Regions from separate parts of the Pan troglodytes genome. Here region 2 is linked to region 1. Evidence: chromatin contacts called from public HiChIP or PLAC-seq data. All regions are on one chromosome and are shown on one strand. The core of a region is the stretch at or near the end of the contact, and the rest is flanking DNA. Distances in the headings are between cores, read along the strand shown. Region 1 holds the start of DDX20 (DEAD-box helicase 20). Region 2 holds the start of RAP1A (RAP1A, member of RAS oncogene family).

The links. HiChIP or PLAC-seq counts read pairs in DNA pulled down with a chosen protein or histone mark.
Region 2: an H3K4me3 HiChIP or PLAC-seq map of stem cell-derived excitatory neurons shows a contact between it and region 1, with 2.3 times the contacts expected there. The contact joins the promoter of RAP1A here to the promoter of DDX20 in region 1. A contact is called at or near these places in 1 of 7 Hi-C or Micro-C datasets (stem cell-derived neural progenitor cells) and 1 of 1 datasets of contacts at active chromatin or transcription factors (stem cell-derived excitatory neurons).

What each region holds. Positions count from the first base shown.
Region 1 is chr1:119,425,043-119,432,822 of NHGRI_mPanTro3-v2.0_pri, reverse strand. It overlaps DDX20 (DEAD-box helicase 20), which reads left to right and starts at 3,019. Exons shown (of 11, transcript XM_016925673.4): 1 at 3,019-3,664; 2 at 4,085-4,179; 3 at 6,836-7,004; 4 at 7,594-7,708. The coding sequence starts at 3,364. INKA2 (inka box actin regulator 2) reads right to left here and starts at 3,243. Exons shown (of 2, transcript XM_054685651.2): 1 at 3,140-3,243. The coding sequence starts at 3,151.
Region 2 is chr1:119,562,267-119,570,046 of NHGRI_mPanTro3-v2.0_pri, reverse strand. RAP1A (RAP1A, member of RAS oncogene family) reads left to right here and starts at 3,454. Exons shown (of 8, transcript XM_054685654.2): 1 at 3,454-3,621. It also overlaps the pseudogene LOC104002465.

The DNA.
Region 1 (7,780 bases), core at 1,770-4,269:
AGATGGAATGCAAATAATAATATTGCCTACCTTGTGTTGCTTTGAGGGTCAAATGAGAAAAAGTGGCTTTAAAATCTTAAGTTTTCTTCCCTTCTTTCCACATTCCCCCACCGATCCTCACACCCAGGGTGGGCCACCTTACAGTATGCCTTCCTTTATACTGTTTTCTTTTTCTTTTGAGACGGAGTCTCGCTCTGTTGCCCAGGCTAGAGTGCAGTGGTGTGATCTCGGCTCACTGCAAGCTCCGCTTCCCGGGTTCACGCCATTCTCCTGCCTCAGCCTACCGAGTAGCTGGGACTACAGGCGCCCACCACCACGCCCGGCTAACTTTTTGTATTTTTTTTCTAGTAGAGACGGGGTTTCACCATGTTAGCCAGGATGGTCTTGATCTCCTGACCTTGTGATCCGCCCACCTCGGCCTCCCAAAGTGCTGGGATCACAGGCGTGAGCCACCGCGCCTGGCCTGTTTTCTTTTCCTCTGGGTTCAAAAGCCTCCAGTGCAAAATGATTGGATGAGATCATTTGAATCTTAACACCCATTCTAAGTGTCACTCTCACCTTTTCAGTTCATAGGAATCTCTCCCTCCTCTAGCTCCCTGGAAAGGCTCTCCAGGTAGATGGAACAGCAAATACAAAGGTATTGAGGTGTTACAAGTCATGGAGAATTAAGCATCTGGGCTAGTTGGGTCTGGTTGGAGGAGGTAGATGGGCTGCTCTGCCAGAGAAGAGACAGGGATCCCACTGTTATTTATCCCGGGGGAGGCTGGGAGACAGACACAATCAAGCCCATTTCTGTATGTGTTATGCTCCTTACCTAGTTATTAAATGATTTCTTGCTTTTGGGCAAGAGATCTTTATAGCACTAAAAATTATGGTCAACAACACTGTTATAACTTTTGACTAGTGAGAAAAAAAATTTGTGTTATTCACCATGGTTCCCAATAACATTACTGCAATATTTGTGTCTGTAAAACATCAAAAACAACAAATGCAGTAACAGAATGCCTATAAAACTATAAATGTTTTCTGGAAATGTAGTCTTTTTGCTTTTCTTGGGATAATCCTGTGGTTCTTCAGCAGTGATTGGTGTGAGTTCTACAGAACCGCTGCTATGTGCATGGAGACCCAGAAGAGATTTTTGAGCAAGAAGGTGTCAGCCATTCAATGTTTATTGGGTCTACCAGGTGCTTGGTGCTGGCCTGGAGGGCCTAGGATGACAAAATTACTGTCCTTGAGAAGCTCACAGTTTATTTAATGTGAGGCACATACAAGTAACCAAGCAAATACAACATAAGAGCCAGACTAGAATTATTTATAGTGTGATGTGGGACCCTGGGGTGGGGAATAAAAAAGGGTATCAAAAGGAGCAGTATCTGGAGCTGGACCCCAACAGCTTAAGATATCCACTTAAGAAAGATCACTCTAGCACCTGTGGGGTACATGGCTGGGATAGAGAAGAAACTCTGGCCAGAGAAACCATTCAGGAGGTTTTTGCGAGTTAGGATGATAAAGGGATCTAAAATATAGGGCAGATTCTATGGAGACTGAAGAAGAATGGGTGAAATATTTGGAGGCCAAATTACTTGTGCTTGGTAAATTGTTAGAAAGTGGCGAAGGAGTCAAGAATAATTCCCAGGTTTGTGGTCTGGGGATTAGGCAGATAAAAGAGGTGAGGGCAGTAAGAGGAAGGCTGGGACCTTTAGTGCCATCTCCTCCATCAGTCTCCATTCCTTCAAACGGATAGTTGACATTTTCTCAATGTTTTGTAAATTTCCAGGCAAAATAAACCTTCAGGACCACCTTCCAATGGGATTACCATGTCAAAGCCCCTCCTATATCATATGGAATCTAGACCATCACTGTGTGTGTGTCAAGGGGGTAGGGACAATGACCAGCATTATAATCTATGGACAAAGTTGGGCTTGGTTGCAGAATATATTTAAGTTTGGTATTCTTTGTATTTTTAAAAATTTGTTTACTTTTTAAGAATTTGAGACAGGGTTTCTGCATGTTGCCCAGGCTGGCAACTCCTGGCCTCAAGCAATCCTCCCGCCTCAGCCTCCCAAGAAGCTGGAATCACAGGTGCGAGCCACCCCACACAACTAAATTTGGAATTATGAATATGGCTGAGGTCCAGAAATATTTAAATTTGGCATGATGACTAAGAGTTTGTTATAGGAGCTCAATCATTTGATAAATATTGAACATTTCCTATGTGTCAGATTGTTTTTCCCACTAGGGATGCAGAGGAGAACAAGACAGAATAGGTTCTTGTCCTCATAGAGTGTGGGAGACAGGCAGTAGACATATAATTTCAGGTAGGTATAAGTATCATAAAGAAAAAATAAAGCAAAACAAAAGAAGAGAGTGCTGGGAAAGGCCAGGGAGCAGAGAGGATGACAGAGCTGTCTTAGGGTGTTCAAGACCTCTTTGAAAAGGAAGAGCTCTTTGAAAAGCTGATATTTGAGCAGAAGACCACAGCAAGGAAAAGTGGCAGAGACTGCTAGCTGCCTACGCATGAAATGATGGGGGAAGGAGCAATACAGAAGGCATGTAACATTTGAGAGTCTATTAGGCATCCCAAGGGAGGTGCTGCGGAGGCGGATGCATGGAGGCAGATGCATGGAGGCAGATGGATGCACACGTCTAGAGTTTAAAGGGAGATCTGAGGCGGAGATACGAACTTGGGAGCTGTTAGTCCAGTTCCAGGTTCCAATTCAACGTACTTTTATCAGAGCTCACTGTGCGCCAGGGACTTGCTAGGAGATAAATGGGGTTTATCTCACCGGAGATAAATGTGGTTGCACAGCAGACGGACACACCAGCCAATGTGGTAAATAAACCCTTGGGTCCGGCTACGTTCTGCGCGCTCTCTGCCAGCACAGAGGAGCAGCGAGTCAGGGTACGGAGCGGGTAGCGTTGGGGAAGAGGTGGCCGCGAAGCGAGACAGGCCAGCGGAACGGAAAACGGCAGCACGAGACGGGGGCGTGACGCACCGGGCGCATCACAAAGAACGACGAGAGGGCGGTGGCGCCGGGGGCACGGCTGGGCGGCTCCGCCCAGAAGAGGGCCGAGAGGCGGGGCGGTGCCCCCACCGCAGGCCCGCGGCGCCCTCTGCAGGCCACAGGCAGCGACTCACCAGTTGCCTCATCTTTCCTCTCCTCCCTCTTGGGGCTTTCCTCAGGCCACATTTTTTGTGTGTCTGGGCAGTCTCTCAGCCTCCGACTCCCGTCCCTTTCTTCCACTTCCAGGCCGGGCGTGTTAGTGTCTTCGCGGGAAAACTGCCAATAAAGTTTTTCTTCTTCTCGCTCCCAGGATCCCCGCCTCCCCTTAAGCATCGCGAGATCTGACGGCGCGGCTACCATGGCGGCGGCATTTGAAGCCTCGGGAGCCTTAGCGGCAGTGGCGAGTGCTATGCCGGCTGAGCATGTGGCCGTGGAGGTCCCGGCCCCAGAGCCAACACCCGGGCCTGTGAGGATCCTGCGGACCGCTCAGGATCTCAGCAGCCCGCGGACCCGCACGGGGGATGTGCTGTTGGCGGAGCCGGCCGACTTCGAGTCACTGCTGCTTTCGCGGCCGGTGCTGGAGGGGCTGCGGGCGGCCGGCTTCGAGAGGCCCTCGCCGGTGCAGCTCAAGGCCATCCCTCTGGGGCGCTGCGGGCTCGGTGAGAGCGGGGGCCCGGGATAGGTCGGGGGGTGGGGTGGGAGAAGGGGGACCGACGGGCGGCGGCGGCCAGGCCCGCGCCGCAGCTCGGGAAGAGCCCTCGGTCGGCCCCCGGAGCAGGGCCCTGCCGGGGGCTAGGCGCTACGCTCAGTTAACTTATTTGTAAAACTAACGTGCACTATTGAACTTGAGGCTAGTTAAGACCTTTTTTTAAGCACTGACAAATGGTTCTAAGTTTGAGAAGATAAACGGTAAACGTTCAGGGACTAGGCGTGTTCTCATACGTTTTTGAGAATCAACTAAAAATGAAGGTGCCAACTAGGGGAATCTCAGGAGACCCTTCTAGTTCTCTGATTCCATGTTAGCCCCTAAGTTGCTTCAGTGAGTACTGGCTAGTGATAATTGTTTTTTTCCTTCGCAGATTTAATTGTTCAAGCTAAATCTGGCACCGGGAAAACCTGTGTGTTCTCCACCATAGCTTTGGACTCTCTTGTTCTTGAAAACTTAAGTACCCAGGTGAGTTAGCTGAGAGGACCAGAGGAGGATGTGTTTTGTGGACTTCACCACAGGTCAGATGAAATACCAGTAGCTCCTCAGAGCTGGAAGTGAATTTGATGAATGATTGAGTTAAGTGGTGGTGGTGGCGAAATTTGGAATTTTCTATGCGTACCTTATTTAAATAGAATAAAGCTACCATATATGTCAATTTTGTCACTACTTGGTAATACAGACAGGGATTCTTCTTTTACTTACTGACTAGATTAATGTGAGACTTAACATTTGACTTGATTCATGGTAATGTAGTGCTCTGGCTATTGTTGGTAACTGCAGAGTTTGTTTTTTTTTTTTGAGACGGTGTCGCTTTGTCACCTAGGCTGGAGTGCAGTGGCGGATCATTGCTTACTGCAACCTTGAACTTCTGGGCTCCAGTGATCCTCCCACCCATCTTCCTAAGTATTTGGGACTACAGGTGTGTGCCACCACACCTGGCTAGTTCTTGTATTTTTTGTAGAGATGGGGTCTCCAGTGTTGCACAGACCAGCCTTGAACTCCTGGGTTCAAGCAATCCTCCCACCTTTGCCTCCCAAAGTACTGGGATTACAGGCATGAGCCACCACAGCCGGTATGCAGGTGGTTCTTAAAGCTCTGTAAATGTATCATATTGATCTCCCATCTTCCAGGTTGTCTTAGAGTGTTTCTAAGATTGCCTTACCCAAATTAGCAGGAAATTTGAGTTTGGGGATCATTTCTCCAACAAAGATTTGTTGAGTCCGTATTACGTATAAACAGTGTGCCAGGCATTGGGGATTCAAAGATGAATTAGATGTGATTCTCATAGCCTTACTTGGTAGTTTAGTTGTTATGGCAGACTGTATTTCAAGTTCTCAGGCATTGGTATATCTGATGATGAATCTTCAACAGTGGTTTTTAACCCAGATATCCATGTTCATCACCTGGGAAGCTTTTTGAGTCCATCTTATGTCTACCAAATCCTAGGTGATGTTGCACATTGGAAATCCTCCTACTTCCCAAGAACCTGAGTTAGTCTAATTGTAGACTAAGATGTATTTGAGATTTTGGCTTCTGACAATTTGGCAGCAGATAAAATGCTGAAATCCTGGAAAAGTTTCATCAATTCATTTTTTTTTGAGACCGAGTCTCACTCTGTTGCCCAGGCTGGAGTGCAGTGGCACAATCTTGGCTCACTGCAACCTCTGCCTCCCAGGTTCAAGTGATTCTCCTGCCTCAGCCTCCCGAGTAGCTGGGATTACAAGTGTGCACACCACACGCCTGCCTAATTTTTTTGTATTTTTAGTAGAGACGGTGTTTCGCCATGTCGGCCAGGCTGGTCTCAAACTCCTGACCTCAGGTAATCCACCCGCCTCAGCCTCCCAACATGCTGGGATCACAAGTGTGAGCCACCATGCCCGGCAAATTCATATTTTTAATTTCAGGTCTTTGGATTATGAAAATTACATTATTCTCTGTGTGTGTATCAAAGTAATACGTATTCATTTTTAGAAATAGGGAAAATTCAGAAAAATTAGGACGTACCAGAAAACAAAATCTGTAATCTTACTACCTAGAGAGAAACTGCTATTAACAGTTTTGGCATATTTTCTCCTAGTCCTTTTTTTTTTTTTTTAAATCAATTTTTTTTTCTTGTAGCTAAGAGCACAAAGTTTTGTTTTCTCCTCCTCCAGTAGTTACATTGCAAAGTTTTTACCATGACTCTCAAGGTCTTTTGTGATCTAGTCCCTGGAGGTAGATCTCTGCCCTCCTTTACTTTCCCCTGAATTCTGTCATGTGGGCCTTCTTTTTCTTCCTCAAATACACCAAGAACACTGCCATCTTATGGCCTTTCCATTTGCTGTTTCCTCTTGGTGAAAACGCTTCCCCAGGGGTCATATAGCCAGCTCTACTCTATGCCATACATGTAGGTCTCTGCTCAAAGTACCTCCTTTGAGGAGGTTTCATGATCACCTCATTTAAAATGACTCCTTTTTTCCTTGTTCGATTTTTTTATGATACTTTTTATTACCTGTCATTACTTATTTTTGTTTATTGTATATATTCTTATCCAAGAATGAAAGTACCATGAGGGCAAAGACTTTGTACTGTTAACTGTTGATTCCCCGGCAACTAGTATGTTGCCCAGCATAGAGTAGGTTCTTACTTAATATTTGTTGAATGAATGAATGAATGAATGGAATACAGTCAGCCCTCCCTGTCTTCAGGTTTTGTATCAGCTGATTCAGCCAACTGTGGATCAAAATACTCAGGGCAGGATGGAGGAACAATAAAAAATAATACAACAATCAAAAGATATAAACAAAAATACGGTATAACCATTTACATAGCATTTAAATTGTATTAGGTATTATAAATAATCTAGAGATAGTTTAAAATATGTGGGAGGATGTACATAGGTAATATACAGATATATGCAATTTTATATAACAGACTTGAGCATCTGCCAGTTTTGGTATTTGGGGGCTTCCTGGAACCAATCCCCTGTGGATACCAAGGGATAACTGTACCTTACCTTATCAATAAAAACTCATTTGAAATGATCATTTAAATGAAATATAGTATGTCATGTAATGAATATACCAGTCCCCTATGTATTTATTCCTCTGACTCAAAGGTGTAATTTATGGTTTTTTTTTAGATTTTGATCTTGGCCCCTACAAGAGAAATTGCTGTACAGATACATTCTGTTATTACAGCCATTGGAATAAAAATGGAAGGCTTAGAGTGTCATGTCTTTATTGGAGGGACCCCATTATCACAAGACAAAACCAGACTTAAAAAGTGTCATATTGCTGTTGGATCTCCTGGTAAGATAACAATGCCTGTTGGTAACCAGGGCTTTTAAGGAACTACACACTTTTAATATAACAATAAAGATATATGGGAGTCTTTGATAACTGTGATAATTATTTTGAATAGAAATGAAGAGCATTAGACCAGTGAGATTTAGGTACATGACTGGTTTACCAGTGGAATTTATGAAATCTCCATTCCTAAGTATGTTTGAGAAGACATGGGATAGGCTTTTGAGAAGAGGAGAAATGCAGTGACTTTCAGGAGTCCCTTCTAAGCCATGGATTGGGATTGTTCTTTGGCTTCTCTATTATATTTGGTTGCGAATCACTCAGAATCAGCATCTTGCATTCAGTGCTTTAGGTCTTTTGATAGAAATGGTGTTTATTTACTGGTGATGAAACGTGAGGGGAAAACAATGAGTTTAGTCAAGATCAGAGCTCCAGATTTCTAATTTGTGGTTTAGTGTGTACATGCATAATGAGAGTTGAATCAGGAAATTCAGCAGAACAACCCGTAAGTAATAAGTAGAGTAACAATATTGGCAGAGATTTACACAAATTTGGTACATCGTAAATATTTCAATTTTTTTTTTTTAATTAGGCAGAATTAAGCAACTCATAGAACTTGACTACTTGAACCCAGGCAGTATACGCCTCTTTATTCTTGATGAAGCAGATAAGCTTTTAGAAGAAGGCAGCTTCCAGGAGCAAATAAAGTAAGAAAAATAACTAACTTGACTATTAAAACAGTGTTCCGAAGTATCTATCTTTAGCTTTTCCAAGTGGTG
Region 2 (7,780 bases), core at 2,205-4,704, 140 kb before region 1:
TCCAGTTCCTCAACCTCTCCAAACCAATGGTTCACATATACCGTGATGAGGACAGAAGCCCAAGGGCTTTGCTGTTTCCTTAGCTCCTTGGAGCCAGCTTGAACCTTTTTCTCACAGATGTTTTGTGCTTCCTGTCCCCTAACCGCCTTACTCACCCTTCCCCATGCTCAACTTTTGGAAAGTCCCCTTGGCCTCACTTGTTTGATTACTTCCTCTCAAACTACTTCTCACAGGGACCACAGCAAACCATTGACTCTACCACTTTTTACTTGCCCTGTCTTCCCTCCCAGCTTAAATTCCAAGGTCTATCACTATAATCACTCCCTTACATAATACTCCTACCCCTCTCATAGGCTTTCCCCAGCAAAACTCAGACCTGGTCAAATACAATTCTCCTCCAACCCCCAAGCAATGGAGTGTGGCTGGAGGAGAATCACACGGCCTTGCTGAGTGGTCTCACTTTAATGTATGATCATCAACTCAAGAGGGCCCTCAGCACTGTCCATGCTAAGCTTCTCTAGTCACTTTTCCACTCTTCAAGGAGATTATTTCTCACCTTCTTCTATCTCCTTTAATAGCCAACAGCTTTTCATTGCATAGAGAACAGATCTTACCTCATCAATCCCAGTGAGGCAGCCAGTACATATGGCACTCAGTGGAAACTGGGAAAAGGTCCATACGTGTGTGTGTGGGTATGCATGTGTGTGTATGCACATGTGTGTGTGTTTGCGCATGTGTGTGTGTTATATGCAGGATGCTAACATGCACCACCTCTCCTGGTGGAGCAATCAGAAAAGTACCCCTTCCTCCAGGCTGATGTGACCCCACCAGGGCACGTGGCTTTGTGGGCAAAACAAGGGCTACATTTCAGCTCTTACCTGCCGCCTCTGCTCTGCAGGGGCCTGAGCGTGCCACAACCAAATGTACTGTCTAATCTATCTGCTTCTGCACCCAGACACTCTACCTTCTCTCCAGAAACAGTGTGTGAATGCATTCCCTTACTCCTATCCTAGGCCAACCCTTTCACTTCTGTGCTAGATCCAATTGCTTCTCACCTATTTGAGGACACTCTTTCTCCAGTTGTCTCCTCTTGCCTTCTGTGTCATCAATTTTACCTCTCTTACAGAGTCTCGCTCTGTTGCCCAGGCTGGAGTGCAGTGGCGCGATCTCGGCTCACTGCAAGTTCCGCCTTCCAGGTTCATGCCATTCTCCTGCCTCAGCCTCCCGAGTAGCTGGGACTACAGGCGCCTGCCACCCCGCCTGGCTAATTTTTTTTGTATTTTTAGTAGAGATGGGGTTTCACCGTGTTAGCCAGGATGGTCTCGATCTCCTGACCTCGTGATCCACCCGCCTTGGCCTCCCAAAGTGCTGGGATTACAGGTGTGAGCCACCACGCCTGGCCCAATTTTACCTCTCTAAAGAATCATTCCAGCTGGGTGCAGTGGCTCACACCTGTAATCCCAACACTTTGGGAGGCCAAGGCGGGTGGATCACCTGAGGTTGGGAATTCGAGACCAGCCTGGCCAACGTGGAGAAACCCCGTCTCTAATAAAAACACAAAATTAGCCGGGTGTGGTGGCACATGACTGTAATCCCAGCTGCTTTGGAGGCTGAGACAGGAGAATCGCTCGAACCAGGGAGTTGGAGGTTGCAGTGAGCGGAGATCACACCACTGCACTCCAGCCTAGCAACAGAGCAAGACTCCGCCTCAAAAAACAAAAAAAAATCATTCCAGCATACTAAAATGAGAAAAAGCATTTCTCATCTTAAAATATCCTCCCTTGATCTCAAGTACCTCTCTGGCTACTGCCCTTTTCTCCTTCAAAGCAAAGCCTCTCAAGAGCTGTTTAGAACACTTTCTCTTCCTCACCTCCCATCCTATTAACATACCCTAATCAGACTTTCTCCCCTATGACTCCACTGAAACTGTTTTCATCAAGGTCATCAGCAACTTCATCAGGCCACATCCAGTGTTCAAATTCTCAGTCCTTATCTTACTAATTTCAGCAGTATCTGATAAGACTCTTCACTCTCTCCCTCCTGAAACAATTATCTTGTTTTCCAACGCTTCACCTTCTCTTGGTGTTTCTCCTGCCCTGACTGGTAGCGCCTCCTTTTCTACTTAACCTTCAAGTGTTGGAGTGCCTCTTGGTCCTTTCCTTCAGCTATCTCCCCTCCCCATGTGATCCTAACTAGACTTAAGACTTAAAAAGTATCTATTTGCTAATGAATCCCAAATTTATCTCTCTAGACTCATATATCAATTGTTTATTCAATATCTCCATTTGGATGTATAACAGACACCTTAAACATAACATGTGTAAGAAAAGACTCTTGATTTCCCCATCCCCAAATCTGCTCCTCCATTTCATTAAGTGGCACTGCCATTAACTCAGTCATCAGGCCCGAACCTAAGAATCAACTCTTGATTTCTTTTTGTTCTTTCACACACTATGCCCCAAATCCAAATCCATTCCAATCAAAATGTATCTAAATAAAATAAAATAAAATAGCCTTCTTCTCATCCTGTCCGTGGCTGCCAGGCTAGTTAGTCCAAGCTACCTTACTGGTATCCCAAGGACATCTGTGCTTCCCCATTGTGTATTTTACACACATCAGCAAGACTAATTTTTAACAACAATGAATCAGATGCGGTCATTCCTCGGCTCACCCTTCTCTCATGGTTTCCCGTTCCTGTTATAATGGCCCACAGGCTTCACTGGATCTGGCCACTGGCCCGCCTCTCCGAGCCTAGCTGGTACTGCCCTCGGGCTGGCTGACGCTGCTCAGCCATGCCGGCCTTTCACTGTTTCTGCAACATGGCAGGCGTATCCCCTCCTCTGGGTTTATGGCTGATTTTCTCTCAGCTTGGAAAGGCTATTCCTCCTCCAGGCCCGCGTGTTTGCAAGACTTATTCCTTCATCCCGTATGTATGCGCTCAAAGGTCTTCTTTGAGAGGCAGTATCTCACCAGGTGTAAAGTCACCCTATCCTCTGCTTTATTTTTCTCCACACCACTTATCACTACCTGCAATTTTTGTCACTTGTTTGTTGTCTGTCTCCCCTCTCTCACTCCACCAGCATGCAAGCTGCAAGAGGGTCTTTGCCTGTCTATGACTTTAAACCTCTGCGCTTAGTTAGAACAGCGCCTGGAACCTAACAGGTGCTCAATTAGGGCTTGTCGAATGATTGCGTTCCCTCCAAATTCTCTTCTTGAATCTTTGGACCCTTCCTCATCTTTTTTCCGGTCTTACCCACCTCCCATCCCGCCCTACGCAAAGCTAAAACTCCCCGCCCCTTCCCGGTAGTTCCAGGCTTTCCCGACTCCAGTGTGCGCGGCTCCTTTAAGCGGACTCCGGAACGCCGTGGGGAAGGCGGGGCCGAAGCCCAGCCAACGCCAACTTGGAGGGGCGGGGCAGAACCAGGGGGCGGGGCCTGCGTGGTGCGTGCGTGCGCGTTCTGGAGGAGGCGCCGCCGCCGCTCCCGAGGCCGCTGCCGCCGCCGCTGCCGCTGCCGTCGCCGCGCAGAGCCGGAGCAGGAGCCACGGCCGAGAGGAGGGAGGAGGAGGAGGAGGAGGAGGTGGAGGAGGTGGAGGAGGTGGAGGAGGCGCCGGACCGGGGGGGTGAGTAAGGGGCGGGGAGCTCCAGACGGCCCCAGAGGGAGCGGGGGGCGCGGGTCGGCCGAGCCGAGGGTGAGGCGGCTCATGTCGCCGGTCAGTCGCCTGGCTCCCCCTTCCTCCTCCGCGTTCCATCGGTGTCGGGGCGGCGGCCCGGGGGCCTGGCCGGCGGGAGGGGCCGGAGATCTGGGAGGCCCGGCCGCCGCCAGGGCCAGAGCCAACCACGCCCGCGGACCGACCCGGTCGACTGTAGGCCTGGCGGGAGACCGTCGGGAGGGGCCCCGGCCGGCTGTGGGAGAGAAAGAGGACATTGTGTCCCCCACCCTTCAGCTCCCCGAGGTGTCATAGCACAAGCCCATTTCCCTCGCCGTCTCCCCAGACACGGTGCCCTCGTACCTCACTGCCTGAGAGAAGTAGAAGGTTGGACATCGCTGCCTTCCTCCTCTTGCATGTCCCCTGTCTAGGGTCAGAGCTTCCTTCAAACCCAGCTCTCCCTTTTGGGCCCGCGGGGGCGGTGGGGAGGGACACACGGGGAACGGGGTTGGAGGGTTGGGTGAATTCTCTGTCCTCTGCTGTAGAAGTGCGGGTAGACTGGAGCATTGCTGTCTCCGGGCTCACTTCTGTCAGGGTTCAGGGTCTCCCTTTCCTTCCTTTATTCCCCCAGTTAATAGGGCTGACATCTACATCCCACTCCACCTTCCAGCCCCTTTCCCGCCTTCTTTACCCTCATGTCTTCCGTAGCTTACCATGTGTTCGCCTTTTCAGTGTTACTTTTCATGGGTCTCTGCTTCTTCCCTGAATTTTGTTAGGGAAGAGGTCACGGTGTGATTCTTGTTATCCTTCAAACTAGCGGCTTGGTAAGAGTATCTCTTGCCCCCTTAATCAGGAAGTTAAGGACGGTGTCTTCAGCCGAGTTGTGTAATTTACTGCTACGGGGAGAAGATGAGAGGAAGACATTTGTGCCTACAAAATGGGATCTCCTCTTAGGGCTGAGAACCAGAGTTTAGGGAACCTTTGACCTCTTGGAAAAAGAACTGCCATTGAGGAGTAATGCATTCTGTTTTGGGAGGGAAAATCATTTTGTTACTTCTTTGAAGGGAGGAGGTATAAGAAATGAAATAGAATAATAGAGCAGAAGGTCAATGAGCCACAGCCCTACAGGTAGCCAGCCACTCTTCTTAGGTGGCGGATGATGTTTTTGTTTTGATTACAGTAAGAATAAAGTATCAGCTCTTAGATTTAACTTGGGGCTCCTACCTTCAAAAGCATGAAGGGCCGTCTCAGAAGAGATGCTGCTGGAAACAGGATTTGGAAACTTTCTTTGGGTTTCCTGTCAGAATGTGTGGGGGTGGACATGCCTATGTGTAGTTTTTCTTTCCTTGTGATGTAATTTATTTCTGTGATACTTTGACATAATAAGCATTAAATTAGGCCCCAGACTTTCTGTCTTTATTATGCTTTCCTATAACATTGTTGTTTTGAAATCATATAGTTCGATATTCTTTTGTAGCGTGATATTTCAGTGAATCCTGTCTAGTTTTCTTGGTATTTTAAATTATGGCCTACTTCAGATACGATTAGCTGTTAGGTATTGAGGATCATACGTGTTAAGTATTTGTTGAATGAATTGAATGATTACAAAGATGAGTCTAGTTATTAAATCTTCTGTCCTTTTGAGAGGTACCCTATATTAGGATATTGCAGTCCATTTCCAGTTTGTAAGATAGTAATTCTTAACCTTTTCTAGGCCACTGACACCTTTGAGAATATGATGAAATATATAAACTCTCTCCCCAGAATAAAGTTAATAGGCATTTATTCACAAAATTTTGCATTAGTTTTAGGGACCCTCTGAGGCCAACCATGAACTTATGTCTTAGAAGTGAACTGGATGGAATCCCTCAGTGTTACACAGTTCCATATTAAAACAGCTCAAAAGCCTTTGTTCACTTTTTGTATGGCCTCAAGAAGGACAGTATCTACACTTAATATACCCCAGAAGACAGGTATATTCATATACGTTGTTCCTGTAGTCCTTCTGAAAATGAATCCCAAGGAAATATTCCAAAAGAAAGAAAATGTTGTATATGCACATGTTCGTTTAATTATTTTAATAGATGGGAAGAAAAGGAAACTACTTGCCCAACAGCAGAAAGATACACAATTTTGCAATCACTGAAAAAGGTTAGAAATGAAGATTATTAATCTCCTAATTGATCTTCCAGCTTCCACTCTTGCCCCTCCACCCCAAGTTGATTTCCACACAGCAGCTACAATGATGCTCACAAACTTCAGAACAAGTCTCTCTTCTATTCAAAACCCTCCAGTGTTTTCCCATCTCATTCACAGTAGAATCCAAAGTTCTTACCATGGCCTACAAGCCTTACAGCTGCCCAGCTATTTCCCTAATCTCAAGCCCCTTTACTTTTCCTCTTGCTTACTGTACTGCAGCCACACTGGCCTCCTACATCCCAAAAAGGTCAAATACACTGGGGTGTCTGCACTTAATGTCCTCTCTGCCTGTAACCCTTTTCCCCAAGGCAGTATATATCCCTCACTTCTTCAGGTCTCTGCACCAGTCTCAGGTCTTCCCTTACTACCCTTCCCTGCCACTGTTTCTATCCTCTCACCCTACCTTATACTCTTAAGACTAGGTTATACTGATTTTGACAGCCACAGTTGTTGACAAACATTGCATGGTAATGTCGCTTGTATACTTGCATTGGACATTATTGTTTAACATTTAAAAAATAATGTCAGTCATAAAAAGATAACTTTCAGATTGTTAAGTTGAATTTTTCAATAGCTCACATTTAAATTTTGGATGTTAGCTTACCTCTCTTCAACATTTAACTACAGGATGCTAATTGTTGGATACAGAGATGAATTAGACAGGGTCTCTGCCCTCAGGGAGTTTCACAGTCTGTCATTGTTTGTATTGTAATAGTTAAGTTACTCCAGATCTTGCCAGTGTTTAGTGTTACCCATGAACTTTAGTGTATGGTTGATGATATTTTATATAAAATAGGGATTAGACATCCAGATTTTCATGTTGGTAATTGTTTTTTTTCCTTACAAAGGGATATTTTTAAAAATTAAATTTTTTTTGAGATGGAGTCTTGCTCTGTCATCCAGCCTGGTGTGCAGTGGTGCAATCTTGGCTCACTGCAACCTCTGCCTCCTGGGTTCAAGCGATTCTCCTGTCTCAGCCTCCCCAGTAGCTGGGATAACAGGTACCCACCACCACGCCCAGATAATTTTTTTTTTTTTTTAATCGTTAGTAGAGACGAGGTTTCCCCATGTTGGCCAGGCTGATCTCAAACTCCTGACCTCAAGTGATCCAGCCACCTTGGCCTCCAAAAGTGTTGGGATTACAGGTGTGAGCTACTGTGGCTGGCAACAAAGGAATTTTTAATGGTATCTGTAATTTGTTTAATTTCTGTTTTGTATGATGCTTTTAGAATATTATAGCTGTGACCGCCCCATGTTTTGTTCTTTGCAGTAAATTGTGTAGGTACTTAGTTGAAGACTCACAGTTGCATTTTTTAATTGTTGTAATTCTTTATAGTTCAAAAAAGAGACTTTTTTTTTTTTTTTTTTTTTTTTGAGACAGAGTCTTGCTCTGTCACCCAGGCTGGAGTACAGTGATGTGATCTTGGCTCACTGCAACCTCTGCCTCCCAGGTTCAAGGGATTCTCCTGCCTTAGCCTCCTGAGTAGCTGGGATTACAGGCACGTGCCACCACACCCGGCTAATTTTTGTATTTTTTTTTAGTAGAGACAGAGTTTCACCATGTTGGTCAGGCTGGTCTTGAACTCCTGACCTCATGATCCGCCTGCCTCAGCCTCCCAAAATGCTGGACTCCTGCGGCTGAGACTATTGTTTTTGTTAAATAGGTCAACATTGAAATTTTATTTGGTTTATAGGGGATGACGACACCAGCCAGTTTTGATAGAAAACTATACCACTGTGAGGACTTTGCCCAGAATTTCTGGTTCTGGAACCTAGATGGCTTGATTTGGCATAGGTGGGGAGCTTTGACATCTACACAAGGGAGTGGGTTGAATCACTTGAGTTACTTGAAAGCACCTTGCTCTGTTTCTGACATGTAATAGGGACACCGTAAATGTTCATTGAACCTCAGATCACTTCTAATCTCGTGATT